Regions from separate parts of the Sus scrofa genome. Here region 2 is linked to region 1. A link is a contact called in public Hi-C data. All regions are on one chromosome and are shown on one strand. Each heading gives the region's core, a stretch centred on a gene start, on an enhancer-like site or on the middle of the called end of the contact. The rest is flanking DNA. Distances are from core to core; before and after follow the strand shown. Region 1 overlaps OFD1 (oral-facial-digital syndrome 1 protein). Region 2 overlaps GPM6B (neuronal membrane glycoprotein M6-b).

What was found. Hi-C and Micro-C count contacts between places; a contact is called where the count stands out from the background.
Region 2: a contact with region 1 is called in a Hi-C map of embryonic fibroblasts, with 2.5 times the contacts expected there. The contact joins two enhancer-like sites. A contact is called at or near these places in 1 of 47 Hi-C or Micro-C datasets (embryonic fibroblasts) and 1 of 2 datasets of contacts at active chromatin or transcription factors (alveolar macrophages).

What each region holds. Positions count from the first base shown.
Region 1 is chrX:10,380,197-10,383,515 of Sscrofa11.1, reverse strand. All of the region lies in intron 4 of OFD1 (oral-facial-digital syndrome 1 protein), which reads right to left. Among named protein-coding and RNA genes, the nearest start is that of TRAPPC2, 16 kb to the right of the region's middle. Within about 2 kb of position 1,710, at least 1 of the 83 cell types and tissues checked has an H3K27ac peak or open chromatin away from gene starts, as enhancers often do. A contact at or near this core is called in embryonic fibroblasts, where this site is marked.
Region 2 is chrX:10,542,910-10,546,228 of Sscrofa11.1, reverse strand. The region is part of intron 1 of GPM6B (neuronal membrane glycoprotein M6-b); the gene reads left to right. Among named protein-coding and RNA genes, the nearest start is that of GPM6B, 38 kb to the left of the region's middle. Within about 2 kb of position 1,503, at least 7 of the 83 cell types and tissues checked have an H3K27ac peak or open chromatin away from gene starts, as enhancers often do. A contact at or near this core is called in embryonic fibroblasts, where this site is marked.

The DNA of each region.
Region 1 (3,319 bases), core at 461-2,960:
CAGGTGTCAGCAAGGGAGCGGGGAAGCAGGCTGTTCTGCACTTGGGAGGGCAATTTGTCAGTGTTTATGGATACTCACAATCCAAGCGCCCTTTAACCTAGTTATTCCACTTCTTTCCCCTTAGACAGCTATGCTGGCCCAAGGCACAAAAGACCTAACGCTGCACGGCAACTGCTTCTAACAGCAAAACCGAGCTACACAATAAAATCTCCATCAACAGGAAGTTAATTAAATACATCCCTTAAAAATAATTAGTCTAAGTATACAGCTAGAGATAAATATACTGGTGGATTAAAAAAAGCAAATCACACAATAGTTTATAACATGACCCCACTGATGAGTATATGGGTTTTAATTACATCTATAGAGACTTTAACACCCATCAACTAAATTCTAGTAGGATAAACAAGACACTCATTTTTGTTATCAGCAGAAAGTAAATGAGAGAGTATGGGCAAGAATTTCTATGTTTCTTTCACTTTATACCCTTCTGAATAGTTTGAAACTTCTAAAATAACTTATACTCAAGGCTTTTTAAAGTTTTCAGTTTCTTAGAACAGTTAAAGAGACTTCTACATCAAATCAAGAGCTTTTTTTTGACAATACTATAATACACTACTTTTTACTTCCCCTACTATAAATAGAAGCTCTGATCTTTCATATTCATTTCCTGGCAATTCTTTTCTGTCTCATCCACCCTCTTCTCCTGATGGTTTCTTGTCAGCCTGTTCTCACCTAACCGGAGCCTACTGTCATGCTGGGGCTGGATCTCAGTTCCCCCCATGGAGGAAAAAAAAATCAACATTTGGCAGAAATCAAGAGCCTGCAATACATCATTTTGAGAGGCGTGCTCTTCCACCTCAGCACTTCTGCTGTCATGGCCTTTCCTGCAGTGCATTCCGCAGGCCCCTAAGTAGCTCAACCCCCTCCCCTCCACGCACAACCCCCTCTAGGAAGCATTTCTCTAGTCTCCTCATTTAGGCAGTCATCTATATCTGCATGAACCCCTATTCTATACTTTGGTAATTATAATGCAGCATACTTCCGTAACTCATGTACATCACCCCATCTTTTATTTTGTTACTCCAATTGTTCCGGCTTTGGCTTGTGGAAGCACTTTCACTGTGGGTTTTTTCTTAAGCACTTCCTTAGGTTCTGGCACTGTAAGGGCTTCCAGGATCATCACGTAATAGTCCCCACTCCATTCCTGGAATTGACCACGGGTCCTAGGAGCCCTGGTTCCTATTCCTATGGAATGTCATTAGAAACCCTGTCTTAGGACTCTCAACGGGGCTCGAGGTGTGCTCATCACGACTAGGATGTCACTGCTTCTCCCCCTCAGCCTACAGAGCAAGGGAATGAGTGCACAATAACCTGTGTTTACATACTTACCTATAAATATCTCAATCACCTGTATCTACATGAAGCTAATTCACACTGCCGTCTACAACTAACCCATCCCCACATGGACCACTCCAGCCTCCGCCCCAATGTATCTGTGAGGTCCCACTCCGACAGCAAACACCTGGCTGCTGCCATCTACCAGCCATTTACTCGTTTAACTCCGTCACACATGTATCATGGTTTCAGGATGGTTACCCTGCACCCCCAACAAGAAGGAATTACCACCTTGAAGTCATAGTCTCTGAACAGTTCCTTCTGCCTGGAGCCTTAGTCTTCATTCCTTTCCCAAGTGAGTCAGCTGGGAAACTTGCTCCCCACCCCCTTCAGTGAGGTTACTATGGTTAGATTGTTTTGTCACAGTCTGCATTCCATCCTGGAATGACCTGAACTCCTAGATTTGCATACATGAAAGTTCACTCTTTATAAAGTGCTACAATGTTTTTTTTTTTTCTTTTTAGGACCACACCTGAGGCATATGGAAGTTTCCAGGATAGGGGTCGAACCGCAGCTACAGCTGCCAGCCTGCGCTACAGCCACATGGGATCCGAGCCACGTCTGTGATCTACATACATCACAGCTCACGGCAACGCCGGATCCCCAGTCCACTGAGCAAGGCGAGGGATTAAACCTGCATCCTCGTGGATACTCACTGGGTTCATTTCAACTGCGTCACAATGGAAGCTCCAAGTTCCACAAATTCTGACAAATGTCTAGTGCCATGTATCCTGCCATTACAGCATCCTAAGGATATTTTCAACACCCAAAAACAAATCCTTTGCTTCAGCTTTTTTTTTTTTTGTCTTTTGTCTTTTTAGGGCCACCCCCGCAGCATATGGAGGTTCCCAGGCTAGGGGTCTAATCAGAGCTACAGCTGCCAGCCTACACCACAGCCACAGCAATGCCAGATCCAAGCCCCATCTGCGACCTACACCACGGCTCATGGCAACGCTGGATCCTTAACCCACTGAGCGAGGCCAGGGATCGAACCCAAAATCTCAGGGTTCCTAGTCAGATTCATTTCTGCTGCGCCACGATGGGAACTCTTGCTTCATCTCTTAAGCCTTCTACCTCTTCCTTCCAAATTACTGGCAACCATGGGTGTGTTTACCATCTCAATAGCTTGGCATTTTTCCACAATGTCACATCAATCATGTAGCCTTTGCACACAGGCTTCTTACATTAATACGCACATAGGATTTATTTATCTCTTTGCATAGCTTGACAGTTCATTCCCTTTAGCTGAATAGGAGTCCCCCGTCTAAGGTACCACAGCTTGTTTATTCATTCACCTCTTAAATGACATCTTGGTTGTTCCCAATTTCTGGCAAGTATGAATAAAATTGCTACAATCATCCATGTGCAGCTGTCTGTGTGAACTTAAGTTTTCAAATCAGTTGGGTAAATACATAGAGCCAAGGCTGTCCGACTGTACGCTAAGAAAGCACCTATCTCCCCGGGTGGCTGCACCATTCTGTATTCCCACCAGCAGTGAGCGAGAGCTCCTGTTGTTACACATCCTTGTCAGCACCCAGGGTTGTAGGTGCTCTGGATTTTAACTATTCTAATAGGTGTGGGGTGTTATCTCATTTTTGCTTTAATTTGAATGTCTCTAATAACAAACAATGTGGAGCAACTTTCTATATCCTTATCTGCCATCTGTATGTCTTCTTTGGAAAACTGTCTGTACTGAAACTTTGCCCATTTTTAAATTGAGTTGTCTCTTTAGTGTTGAGTTGTCAGAGTTCCTTGTATACTTTTTTTTTTTTTTAATGCCCACACTCACAGCAGACGGAAGTTCCCAGGTCAGGGATTGAATCCGAGTGGCAGCTGCAACCTACGCTGCAGCTGCCGCAATGCCGGATCCAACCACTGCTCCAGGCCAGGGACTAAACCCACACCTCTGCAGCAACCCGAG
Region 2 (3,319 bases), core at 254-2,753, 160 kb before region 1:
TGGTATCCAAATGAGACAGGTTGGGAGGTGGGGGGATGCACTGGGGGTTTGGGATGGAAGTGCTAAAAAATTGGGTTGTGATAATCGTTGTACAACTATATAATAAAATTCATTCAGTAATTTAAAAAAAATTACAGCCTTCTCAGACCCTTTATAACTGCTTTCATGTTGCCTGGGATTCTGCAGCTGACACAGGCTGATCCCTATGAGAAAGTGGGGCATGAGAGTGAGTGCCTGATTCCCACCCCTCTCTGTATAAGTGAGTGTCCCTCTATGAGAAAGAAATAAAATGTATCCAGCCAAGAACAAATAGGAAGAAATCATCTGTTGAGTAATAAATGATTCTAGTTTGTCAGCCAATATTTAGCACCTTTAGTTAATCATCTTTTTTATAAGATGCCCAATGATAGATTCTAACCTAGGGTATTGCAGAGTAGGGCTTCTTAGACTGTAATGTACATCAGAATCACCTAGGGTTCTTGTTCACCTGCAGCTTCTGATTCAACAGGTGTGGGTTAGGGCCTGTGGGTCTGTATTTCTAAGAAGCTCCCGGGTGCTTCTGATGCCACTGGTCCAGGGATGCCACTTTCAGCCACAGAATCCTAGGACAACATGAAGGCAGTTATTAGGGATCCTCAAACTCTTAGAATTCCAGAAAGTGTGATTGGTACAACCACTATGGAAAACAGTATGGAAGTTCCTTAGAAAACTAAATAGAGAAGTACCATATGACTCTGCAATCCCACTCTTGGGCATCTATCCAGACAAAACTTTGCTTGAAAAATACACATACACCCATATGTTCATTGCAGCACTATTCACAATAGCCAAGACATGGAAACAACCTAAATGTCCATTAACAGATGAATAGATTAGGAAGATGTGGTATATATACAAAATGGAATACCACTCAACCATTAAAAATGACAAAATAATGCCATTTGCAGCAACATGGATTGAACTAGAAACTCTCATACTAAGTGAATTAAATCAGAAAGAGAAAGACAAATACCATATGATATGACTTATATCTGGAATCTAACATATGGCACAAATGAACCTTTCCACAGAAAAGAAACTCATGGACTTGGAGAACAGACTTGGGGTTGCCGAGGGGGAGGGAGTGGGATGGACTGGGAATCTGGGGTTCATAGATGCAAAGTGTTGCCTTTGAAGTGGATAAACAATGAGATCCTGCTGCATAGTGATGGTAACTATGTCTAGTCACTTATGATGGAGGATGATTTGAGAAAAAGAATGTGTGTATATATATGTGTGTGTGTTTGTGTGTGACTGGGTCACCATGCTGTACAGTAGAAAATTGACAGAACATTGTAAACCAGCTATAATGGAAAAAATAATCATTTTTTCAAAAAAGAATTTTAGAAAGTCTGAAGCAGTGCTTCTCAACCCCAGGCAATTTGCCCACCAGGGGTGTTTGGCAATGCCCACAGATACTTTTGGTTGCACATCTAGGAGACTTTGCTGGCATCTAGTGGGTAGAGGACAGAGATGCTGCTCAACATCCTACAGTGCACAGGACAGCTTCCTTCACAAAGAATGACTGGCCCTGGCTGTCGTTAATGCCAAAATTGGAAACTCTTGCCTAAAGGCAGTATTATGACCCACAGATTGAAGGTTTTTTGTAACAATAGAAGTAATCCCCAGTCATACAAGTAGCCCTTCTGCTCCTTGATGAGAGTGACGTTAACCCACTTTGGTAGCACTGACTAGTTTGTAGGGGCCACGTTCTGCTATTGACAAGAGTAGACATCACTGAACGATTTCAGTGGGGAGGGAAATGAACCTGGTAAGATAAAAGAAATGCAGTTAAGTTGATGAAAAGGAACACACTTTAGTCATCGCAAGATCTGCAGGCTGAGTCATCTGAGCTGTGGGCTGGAGGACGGGTGAGCTTGCCTGCACCTCCGTGGCGTGTAAACGTGGTGGACTGATGAGGCTACGCAGGCTTGGCTGGCAGGGTTTATTGGAGTGGTATGCGAGTGAGCCCATCTGGACATTTTTGGAACAAACTTGGGACATTCCTTTGGATTCTTGCATATGACTTGCAGCTGGGTAGGAAAGTGGTGCAATATTATGACCCACAGATTGAAGGTTTTTTGTAACAATAGAAATAATCCATTGTGGAAGACTCCGCCCCCAAGTGAGTACCAAATGGAGATTTGATGCATAGGTTTAGGTGTGCCCGCTCACCAACCAGTCTTGTTTTATGAGATGTACGTGGTGGGAGCATCTGGATTTTTCAGTGTCTTAATATAATCTGTGTGTATTTGAGTCATTTAAAGCAACAGCAGCCAGAGATGAAAGTAGCTCATCTGAGGATGGCTTGTTTGAAAGTTCTTTTCTGTTACATGTAATTTTCTGATTGGGTTCAAAGAATTTTAATATTAGGCAGTTTGCTCCCGAGAGAGGTGTGTAAACTTAGTTCTAAGTACAGTCTTGCTTGGAAGATAACATGGTAGTCAACCAGCGTCAACTGACTTGTGCTGATCCATTCACAGAAGGGAGAAAAGATTTGTTGGGTTATTTAAGATGATCTTTAAACTTGTTGACCCCAAAGGAGAGGAGCATCTAAAATACTGAATTTTAGCAAATCTTAAGACCAATGGAATTTTATAGACTAAGCTCAGCTGTTGGTCAAGAAACATTGGGCCCGTGTGTTATATATACTTAAGACAAAATCCAGACTTTTCCTACCAATAAAAACACGTCTGCCAAACAGTTGACTTCATCATCTGCAATAAATGTTCCTTATTTTTGGTTCCCACTGGTAGAATCAGATCAATTAGCTGAATCATCACAATTTTTCATGTCTAATTTTAAAAACACTGGACAACCCTATCTTCTACCTATTTGAATGTAATTCCTGTGGTTAGAGTGAACCCCATAAAATTGCCCACATGTGACCATTTCTTTCCTACAAAATTGGTGATTTTATGAGGAACAGTCTATTATTTAGTGAAGTACTTAAATTCTTTTTTTTTTAAAAAAAAAAGCTTTGATAAGCATGAGGAGTAATATCTAGGTATCATCTGTGTCTTCCAATTAGCTGTTTCTCTTGTGTTTTTTTTTTCTTTCTGTATGGGATGTGGTTTCATACCAGCAACGCCTTCCACATGGGGGTGGCACCAGAAGCTTGGTAACAGGTGAGTCACGGTGGTTTGCTCTGTTGTTTTGCAGCCATACAGAGGTCTCATTTCTAATACTTAAAAGGATGAACTAGTTATCTTCTAGCTATATATATTTTTAAATTGTTCATAAATATATATTTTTTAAACCCTCATTGTATCCCAGCGTT